Regions from separate parts of the Arachis hypogaea genome. Here region 2 is linked to region 1. Evidence: chromatin contacts called from public Hi-C data. All regions are on one chromosome and are shown on one strand. Each heading gives the region's core, a stretch centred on a gene start, on an enhancer-like site or on the middle of the called end of the contact. The rest is flanking DNA. Distances are from core to core; before and after follow the strand shown.

Region 1 (5,455 bases), core at 1,263-3,762:
ATGCAGCAGCTACATAGAAGAGACAGCAAAGGTTCAAAGAAAAACAGTGTGACTTTAAAAACTTTTTAACATTCCAGAAAATCAAGACAATGTCATACAGAAGAATATAGTGTCTCCAGAGTTACATTATAGTTACCAGAATGAAAGTGCACCCTTAAATTTAAGGAGAAAAAAAGATTTAACCTTTAAGTGCAGAACAATTTTTCTGAGATTTTGTTTGTAGTCTTCAATGGGTACATGGAACCTTTCATTGGTTCTTCCTGACAAGGCTGCATCATTAGCACCAAAGAAAATTGTGGTAGCAATTCGAGCTTTAGATGAGTCCTGAAAAAGGAAACCAGCCACACAAATAAACACACTTGGAGCTCAACATTAACTAAGCAATTTACCAAAATTAAGTAAAGAACCTCTATTTAGTTAATGAAGAAAAGATGGGGGTAACAGAGGCTCGGAGCTGTTGATAAACTATGATGTAAGAGTGTCAAAATATTTTAGTTTAATCACAAAAATATATAAGCTTCATATTCAAAATTTTCCGACTAAATACATTTCAAATTCCTATCCATACCAGTTTTCTCTTCCTATCATTCTATTTTAAGGCAAGTTGGCAACACCAGGTTGACACAAACAAAATTAAGGACCTAGATTTAAGGACTTAGCAAACAGATTTTGTAGATCGGAAGCAACACCATATTAAGAAACTTGTCTTGTGAGGATTTTAATGCACCTCAAACGGGTGTGAATGCTTGAAAATCCTGAAACGATAGATTAGAAGATAACTATCGTGGAGAAGAACATTGTGTGTTTTGTGTTATCTTTTACTTTACTTATTAAAATATTTTTATTAGATATTAATTGTGTCTAGAAAATATAACAAGTTTTTTATTTAAAAGGAATTTTAATTTAATAAGATCTCGTTAAAATTCTTAAAATTCTTATAAGAGATCGAAACATGACATATATATATATATAATATAAAATAATTTTTAGATAAATTATAATGATATTTTGGTATTTTATTAATATTAAAATATAAATTAATTTTTTAATTATTTTTAATATTTTTTTTTTATTTATATAAAATATTTAAAATATATTTTGTTTTAATAATTAATAATATATACTATTTCTAAACTCATTTTAAAGAATACATGTTAAGAATAAAATTGATATACTGATATATAATAGTATTTAAGTGTGTCTAAATATACTTAAAAGAAATTTTATATTTTATTAAAATGCGCTTGGACACAAAAGATACGTATTGGACGAGTGTCAATAAGTGAGTGTGTCTAAAATTGACAAATTAAAGAAGTGTTCCTGCTGGATAAGGTTGTTTAAAACATTCAACATGTTTAAAATAAAAGAATCATCTCTATTTTTTTTCTTAATGTTCATACCTGGGCCAACTAATAAAGCCCAGCCCACGTCCTTGTTAGCAGATAAGCTACCTTTGAAATTAGGCCACCGAAACTGGCTCAACAATAGCAAAACCAATCCATGTGCCAACTTGACTTCAGAAGTAAGCTAGATATTTTTTCTATTACTTCTATTATGAATTTATGACTATTAGGGAGATAACCAACTTAAACATGGGGTAACTCCTCATTGTGAGGGAATAACCATCCATCTTCAAAAACCATCTCCAGTAAATAACTATATTCTACCTTATTACTTTATAAATATCCCAACACGTAACACTTCAGAGTACTTAACAATTTTTTTCTAAAGTTATATCTTAATACCGTTAAACTTATATAAGAAAATATTTTTCCCCCCTAAAAATGCCAATCCATACTAAATCTTGTGACCGAGAAAGAGACGAAAAACACTAACAAAAACGCTAATCCTTTCAAATTCTATACCCAAAAGCCAATAAAATACAGACATGTAAGAGAGAATTGGAGTATAATTCACTTTAATATTATTTATATTTTACTTAATTAATTAATTTTATTTGCCCCTGTAATGATTGTTCCCGGATCTACAAATTGGGGAATGAAGAACATGATGAGTTGCATTGAGTAGTGCATAGTAGCGTACCAGCGGGAAGATGTGATTGAGCAAGAACAAAGCCCACTTAGTGTTGTAACCCGCATAACCACGAAGGACTACATCCGCCTGAACAATATAGATTTTCACTTGGTTTGAGAAAAAAGAAAGAAAGAAAGAGTGATATAAAATTAATTTACTAATTTATTTTCTCTTATTCATCAAGTCAGGAGTATAATACTTTATTTTTCTAAAAAAAAACACATTTACTTAATAGACACTTATTTGTGAATTTTCTTTTAACAATTAACATAGATACTTATCTGACTATCTGAGAGTAGAGAAAATTAGTGTAACTGAAAGTTAATTGAAAATAAAGTGTGACCTGGCGACAATAGGCGTTGGCAAGAGCAGCTCCCCAACCACCTGGCCGGAAGGATTGTTCAGTTATGGAATCACCAAACAGCATGATTTGCCCCCTCATTTTTTTACCCGACGATTCTTTCAAAAGAATAACGTGGATGTGTTTTCAGTTGATGGATGATTATTAACGGGATAAATGGACTGAAAGGAAATGAAATTTAATTCAGCATTAATGTGATTCGAACCAAAATTACGATAGCATTTATTAACGAGATTGAGAAAAATCCAATTTCTTACATTTTACTTAGTTGCCCGTTATATCATTTTCTTTTTTAGTTTGCTTCAAAATATCTATTATTCTCCTTTTTGTAGTTAATATATTAAATTATAATTTATTTTTTAGTAAGTGTACACTGAATAATAGTACCACCGAAGGCAAAAGAGAATGGAGGAAGGCCAATTCTATGGTGCCTTTTGTTTAGTGTCTAACTTTTGTCTAAATTACTTTTTATAGTAACTTTAAAATATTTTAAATTTTTTAACTTTTATACTTTTAAATTTAGAATTAATTATTTTACCCATTTTAATAATTAGGCAATACTTTTTAGACATCATAGACTATGGAGGAAAATAATGCAAAAGTATAAAGAATTTATCTGTCTTGTCATATATGATCTTATACATCTATTTCAGAGTTGAGGAGAAAAATAATAGGTCGCCAAATAGAATAGATTTAGATCGAAGATCCCTACCAAAACCACAATGTGACATCAAAAACATTTCTGCTGAAAAGCTCCCTCGGGATTTTTGGCATCAATTTCTGAGTGATGAGGAAAATCAAGTGGCATATTATCAGCAGAAAGCCCTGCTTCATTGAAAATCTTTATCACTTCTTGGTACACTATTGCATTCCCATCCGGTGTCAGGTGCAACCCATCACTGTAATAGTAACACATCACTGTTAGCATAATATAACTCTTAAATAGGTGGCCATATATTTCAGAAAAGACAATAGTTCTTATCTTACTATACACTAAACCAATGCATAAAAAACCTACAAACACATAAGCATGACGGTTTTACCAATAGAACTATATCATCTACCGTATATAAAGGGAATAATTGATAGGAATTTGGTTATTTGGTATCAAGCTTTTTCTTTCCTAATACTCTTTTTATATATTCATTAAAACACAAGAACTCTTAATAAAAGGTTTACTTACCATCTTGACTATCTTATATTAGAGAAAAGGTGGATTAGTAGGCATCCACTAATAGTATATAACTACAAAGTCCAGGTTGTAACGAACCTCAAAAATTTCTTTTGCCAGCCATCTGTTTCTTGCATCTTGGACCACAGATCAACAGAAAACACACCTATTTCCTTGGCTGTTTCAACACAAGCACTCGCATATTGACCAGTTACTTCATTTGTTCTTTCTGGAAATTTCATTGCATTTTCACCATACAAGGATCTGCAGGATCAGCGTGAAATTAACAATGGCTGAGTTATTGGAAGCTAATGTAAGCAAACATTCTTTCTACGCCAGATCATGAAACTTAAAGAGCGTGTGTGCGAACTTTTATTTTGGCCAGAAAGGCAGGGAAACGAAGGGACTCAAGTGTAAACCTCAGTCCACTTTACAGTTCAAATCATTCCATTCCTTCTCTTTCCCACCAAAATAAAACTCGCAAAACATAGTTCTTAATGGACTCCAAGTGAGCAACAATAAACCAGAGAATGCACTAGCAATTTGGAGTGGGATGAGATGTTTTTGAGGTCTAAATACAGCAGATTTTTTTAATAACTTGGTAATAATCACACATCAATAGAGGATTATCTGCAGAATATTTTTTCTTGAGTATATATACTTACAGGTACATGACACGACAATATAGTGCTGTCTGATCTATCCAATCCACATAGTGGGACAGGGCCAAATTGTTCTTGTAGACATTTGCAGTAACAACTAAGTGAACAAACAATAGATCACCATGATGGCAAGAAGTGTAACGACTAGCACGAGTACAAGATAGACTTATAGATGGACATAATTGAAGGAGAAATAGTTAAATAGAGGTTTGGAAAAGATGGATAGGACAGTGGGGATAATAATTGTAATCATAATGGTTGTACCATATGTAGCAATAGTTGAGTAAAAAATAAGAGTACATTACAAGTCAGACAACAATGAACGGTTTCATTTGATATTGTTCATTAGATTTAGCCAAATGCTTAATGGAGACCAAGTGAAAAATGAATGCACATTATAAATGTTGATTGTAACAATAGGATACAAAAGGATTTACTGTACTTTGCATATGCATGGCGCCCTTCTTCACATACTGGAGGTGGAGTAATAAGCACAATTTGCATGGTTGGAGAACATTCCTGGAACCAAATTATGACAAATTAATAACAGATAGTATAACTGGTACTTTATCAACACAGGCATCAAAAAACAACAATGGGCTACTTATAACTCAATACAGCAGCTACATAGAAGAAACAGCATTAAACAGCAACGGTCCAAAGAAAAACAGCATGCCTTTGAAAGCGCTCGGAACATGATATAAAATCATCAGATTCATAGAAAAGTAATAGCACAAAGCATTTCAAATTACTTATAAAAGGAGACAAGTTTCTAGAGTTACATTATAGATACAATAATGAAATTACTTATAAAAAAAATTGCAGAGCTAGTGAACCGAAATTAATACTCTCAATCTTCACTTTTATTAAGTATCTCACCTAGCCATTAGCTCGGAATCTAAAAGGATATATGGGATGGGTAGATAAGAAAATTTTCAAATGCAGACACATCCGACAGGACTCAATCCAGTAGCAGCAGATAAAAGGGTAGTCAGGCGCACAAGCATCCTGCGTTAACGCAGGAAGCCTAACCTGATAATTACATCCGTGGCTGATTCCACGATTTGAACCCGTAACCTTGGAATCACATGGAACCATTGCTCCAAGGCTCTCCTTCCTAGCTTAAATTAAAGGTTGAACAAGTATTTAAAAGGGGATCAAATTTCAGGAGGAAAACTATTTAACCTTTAAATGTAGAACAATTTTTCTGAGATTTTGCTTGTAGTC
Region 2 (5,455 bases), core at 1,375-3,874, 230 kb before region 1:
TGTACCCATGTGGGTAAGAGTTCAAAATTCAATGAATTTTATGTTACCTTAATACCTTTTTCTTTATTTCCAAATACAATACCAGGTAAAAACTGGATACCCTCTTCATTTCAGTCATGACCATAAAAAATATCGACTTCAACAGAAGCACTTGGGAGAGAAGGAGGAGGGGGGAGAGATTCTATTCTGAGCAGGAAACACATATTACTGTGTCTTCAGCCAGTTTTGCTGCTCCAGCAATTTAAGACCCCAATATCTTTAACTTGAGGGTAGGTGATCTCATTTCCCCAATTTACATGCCACTAGTTCTTAATACTCCAGAATGTCGGGTAATGCTAAACATTCACCAATGCTCAAATGCCATTCAAATTCATACAGTACAAAGCAATCTTTGCACAATTCAATATAGCATAGCATCATCTGTGAACCATGATATAGTCTTATCGACTTGAACTGCAGTACTACAGTGTTGTGCTTGTAACTTTACAGAAAATCCCAAGTGCAAGGACCACATCATTAGACTAAATTTAAAATCAAAATCACCAGAAAAATATTAAATGTACCTTCTCCCTAAAAGATTTGATGGCCGCAACGAGCAGTTTGTCTCCTGCTATTACTCTTACTTTCTGTATCAATTGATGCCGTGAAATTTTCTTTTCCTGTTAAGACATAGGAAACGCAGACTCGGTCTAAGTTAAAAAAAGATTATCAATGTCGAAACTCTGGACACAAGTTATGAAGCACTCACTTTATAATCTTTGTGAAACTTGGAAATCAAGGCAATATCAGAGGAAGGCAAAATCTCAGAAAGCACAGAAATCAGAGCGGGGAATGGCATCCAAGGGGAAGAAGGTTTCAAAGGCTCTTCAATCCTCACATGACCTACAACAAAATCACGAAAAGATCAAACACATGCAGCATTATTACTAGAGTATATTACTATTACTTCTAGTTCATAGCAAAATAACTGAATTAGCGAATAAAACAGTAGCAAACAGAATGCACCAACCTTTTGAGGGATGAAGTTTAAAGCTTATAACGAATTCAGGCAAGACATGCGTGTTGACCCGTTGACTCCAAATGACGTACCCCTCGGGAGATGAGAAGCTGCCGTCCATACCGGAATCATAATCTTCCGAACTTGAACCGCATGGATCGGAGCCACGTGGCACCATCTCCACTCTCCCCAAGATAACGCGGCACAGAATCACATGCCTCAGACCATCTTTGTCAACGCCACAGCTTTTCACACTGTTTATCCAATCAAATTCAATTATTCACAAAAATCAAGATCAGCAACTAATAATAATAATAATAATAATAATAATAATAATAATAATAATAGATAAGGATCAAGAATTTTGCGCGTGCCTTTTGAGAGGAGAATCATCCGGCGAAAGACGAAGTCCGTCACGGAGAGGCATCTTCCCACCGAAACCGTGCTCAATAATGTCTTCAACCTCTTCCTTGCTCGAAGCACCATACCATGCATACTTCACGTTGGGATCGCCGCCACGCAACTTCGCAACGGCACGCGCGAAGATCTGGAAGCACTGAACACGCGCCTGCGCCATTACAGAACGCCACGCATTTCTGTGAACCGAAACGACGTTGGATTTCAACCCGCACGATGCTAGTCCCTTAACTAATCTGCTCTGAACGAGGTCGCGAGCCTTGTCTCCTTCGGGGAGTCTCACGAACCTTTCATCGAACACGTTGCGTGCATCACCGGAGACGCTGCTCTCGCAATCTGAAACCGAAGAGTCTTCGTCGCCGCAGGCGTAATCTGAAATTGAGATCTCCGACGCCAAATTCGCGGAGTCATCGTAAGTCCGTCTCTCCATTATGCAAAGAATTAGAAAGAAAGAGAACAAAAGAATTGTATACAATTATTTGTGTATTTATAAGATGAGAGAAAAAGAAAACTAATTGCAAAGAAGGTTAAGTAATTGTGTTTGTGTATTGAAGAAGTATAAGTTCATGTTTGATGAAAAACTTGGGAGGAAAGAAAAAGCGACGAAAATCAAAACGGTAACGGCTTCAGTGACAAACACGAATTTGTTTGCAGAGTCAGAAGAGAAGAAAGAATCAGAGATGTCAAGTGTTTTAAAGCAACAAGGGAAAACCGCCATACGAAGGGAACTTTTTTTTTTTTTTTGGTAATGAGGCGGTGTTTTTATTTTTGCTGACTTTTGCGGGCGCTAACTGTTTTCGTAATGCAGATTGGGTCTCACATGGAGAGGTCTTTGATTATTTTCAAAACCGTCTTTCATATGCAATTTACGATTTTACCCTTTCTTAACGGGTTAGTTCGTTTGCATACTTGGGCAATAAGGCAAAGGTCAAAGTTTAGATGGACTTTATAACTTGTGCTGCACTTGTTCTATTTTAATTTCTAAATAATTGTGGCATCGTGGGGGCTATGCTTTAATTTTGTGAATTTTGTTTTGTACTCAATTTTGTGAAATTTAATTTATTACATGGCATGTCTATCGTGTGGACAGAGCACCATTGAATGCTTTCTGTAACTATCTCGATAGGTCAATATTGAAAATTGTGAAACTATGTGTATGTCTATTATGTTTTGGGAGGAATTATTTGTGTGTTCCGTGTTAGTAGCATCTTCTTCTTCAAGTGTTTCTATTTTTTTATATATATATTTTTTTTATGATCTTCTGCCAGTGTTTCAATTTAGTAGGTATAGGATTCTTTTGAGATAGGTCGGCAAATCGATATCTTTTAGGGTTACTTAAGTGCTAAGTACGTGTATTTGTTGAAGGCTTAGGAATAACCTTGTATGAAAAGATGATATTATTTATCAAAAACTCTATTAAAGAAGCATCGGGAAAAAAAATTAAGAGGTATCAAAGGTGTGCGACTAATAATTTTAATTTATTTTAACTAATATTTTTAGTTAATAGTATAATAATTTAGTATTATACTTTTTATTTATATTTTTAAATATTAACAATTAGTTATTAATCAAAGATAATAAATTATAATAATCCTATAGTATTGTTTATATAGTAATTGAAATATCTCTTATACTACATTACACACTATTATTATAAGTATTGTTTATGAAACATACTTTTTCTTCTCATAAATTTAGTGATCAATATGTGATTCTATAATGAATAAACGAATAGAAAAGGGAAGATATGATAATAAATAGCCAATAAATAATAGCTCAAATGGCATAATCTGTCTATATTCAATTAAGAGATTGCGAGTTTGAATCTCTTATCTTTAATAAAAAAAAAATATTATGATAATAAATAACACGTAAATATAATCATGATTAAAAAAAAGTGGTGTTTAAACTAATGGAAACGCCATTGATAAAGATCATCATAAAATAAACAATCTTTATGGAAAAAAAGGGGAGAAAATGATAAAGGAAATAAAGAAAAGCTATTGCTGATGCTGCCTACAGAAAAAAAAAAAAAAACACAGTTAAATCTTAATTATTGGCTTTTCTAGTTTCTAATAATATCATATTTCATATTCTTTTACATTATAACATAATATATAAATATAAATAAACGACTATATTATATATACACCAAAACCAGTCATTAAAGTCAACTATCAATAATTTTTGTAACTTAAATCATTCTCTTTGGGTCAGTTATATATTTTGTACCTGGTTGTTAGTTTTTTTTTTTTTGGTGACTACCCGGTTGTTAGTTTGTCCACTTAGTTTTTATTCATTTGGCCATATATCTTTTTTTTTTTCGGATAAACTTTGTACTTCTCATGGATGACGTTTTCAAAAAAGCAAGGTTAAGAGATAAAAACAAAATAATAAAAAATATATTTTTTAAAAATTCATAATAAAATATTATTAAAATTTATTTAATAATAAATTATTAAATATGATTATTTTATTAAAAATACTAAAATAATAGTAAAAAGATAATTTTTTTTAAAAATCTTAAGAAGACAACTTTAAACTCAAAATCTCATAATTACCTTCATAAAATGCTTAGAAAGTGGTAAGAACATGTTAGTGAGGAAAAGATAAAAGAAAGATAAAATATTGAAGAAAAGATAAAAATAAAAAAAAGTTAGCAAAGCTTTAACGGAAAAGATAAATGTCGATTAGAAAGGCGATCTAGAAGCAATATAGTTAGTATTTGATTTGCGTTTAGGGTTAGGTATTATATGAAAAGTCAAACTGGTTCAATATAGACTTAATGAACCTATGTTTGGGACAGGTTGATTATTCATACCGAAACTGAAATAAATTATAAATTCAAAAGTTAAGAAGAAAAATAAGAGCAGAACAAGAGGCAAAAAGAAAAGAGGAAAAAGAGAAAGAGAATGAAGAGTAAAACACTTATTATATGTTCATCTGCTGCGAGAAGGAAGCCAAATAGATGGTGGTGCAACCACTGAGAATACTTTCCTGGTATACTTAGAAATAATCCTATTCTGTAAGTCAAAAGACTCTTACAATGTGTGTGTGTGTGTGTGCTCCTGTAAGTCAAATGACTCTTACAATGAGTGTGTTGGGAAGACATAAGTTGACTAGTGTCGTCTTGCAAGTCAAAAGAGTCTTGCAGTGGGTTGCTAGTGCCACCCTGCAAGTCAAAGGACTAGTGTTGTGGGTATTGCCAATAGAGAAGCCTTACCTGGTCAAAAGACTCCGGGTAACGTCGGGAGCGGGTAAGTAACCGACAAATGAGCTCATTACCTGCACTAGGGCTAGACATGCATCATCCTCATGTGTACATCATTCTCTCTATTATGTATTTTCTATGATTGTATTCTGTTTCTTGTATTTCTCTATTTTCTTGTATTTTTCTGGTTTTTTTGCTTTTTCTGTCTATCTGTTTCCTTGTTTTCTTCTGTTTACTGTAAAATTTATTTGACTGACTCTTAAGCACGATGGAAGCGATTAACATGACTAATTAGCCTGACTCTACTAAGAACTTTTCAGTTCTTACCCCTGCTCTTCCCCTTCAAATGGAAGCAGCAGTACTTTTCTGTAATCTATTGATGACCGTTCCACAAAGAGGATTCTACTCTAGGTAGTCTTCTGAGTTTAGGGTGAATTCTGTTATCTGTTTATATGTAAATACTTGAGATCAGCCAACGTCTGCACCCCCATTTGAATACAAACTTTAGCCTAAATTCTTTGTATGAGACTCTTGTTATTTGGCTACTTGATAGACTACTAGTAAGATGCCCTATGACTACGTACGATCATGTAGAGGAATAGTAGATGATGTATCACCTTTTGATGACGTTCAACAAGACCTGAGTTTTGAAGACCTAGAATGTACTTTTCCTCGCTTTTGTAGTTTAGTGTGATTAGGTTAGTATAGAGTCTAGGCTAGCCTGGGCACCAGTTTAGGGACTTCTTGAACAGATCAGGGCCTGGGATATTATGTGTGTGTGTGTGTATAGTTATTATCTAGCTATTTCTTGGGGTGTTCTAACTGAGATA

The links. A called contact is a pair of places that touch in the nucleus more often than the background predicts.
Region 2: a contact with region 1 is called in a Hi-C map of leaf, with 1.9 times the contacts expected there. The contact joins the promoter of LOC112722347 here to the promoter of LOC112722344 in region 1. A contact is called at or near these places in 2 of 8 Hi-C or Micro-C datasets (both in leaf).

The regions. Positions count from the first base shown.
Region 1 is chr11:106,800,282-106,805,736 of arahy.Tifrunner.gnm2.J5K5, reverse strand. It overlaps LOC112722344 (GDSL esterase/lipase At5g62930), which reads right to left and starts at 2,512. Exons shown (of 6, transcript XM_025773337.3): 1 at 2,378-2,512; 2 at 2,044-2,121; 3 at 184-324. The coding sequence starts at 2,476. LOC112722345 (GDSL esterase/lipase At5g62930) reads right to left here. Exons shown (of 6, transcript XM_025773339.3): 3 at 5,414-5,455; 4 at 4,671-4,747; 5 at 3,666-3,830; 6 at 3,000-3,294. The coding sequence ends at 3,126.
Region 2 is chr11:107,034,791-107,040,245 of arahy.Tifrunner.gnm2.J5K5, reverse strand. LOC112722347 (probable inactive poly [ADP-ribose] polymerase SRO5) reads right to left here and starts at 2,624. Exons shown (of 5, transcript XM_025773341.3): 1 at 1,372-2,624; 2 at 1,010-1,251; 3 at 749-882; 4 at 564-659. The coding sequence starts at 1,844.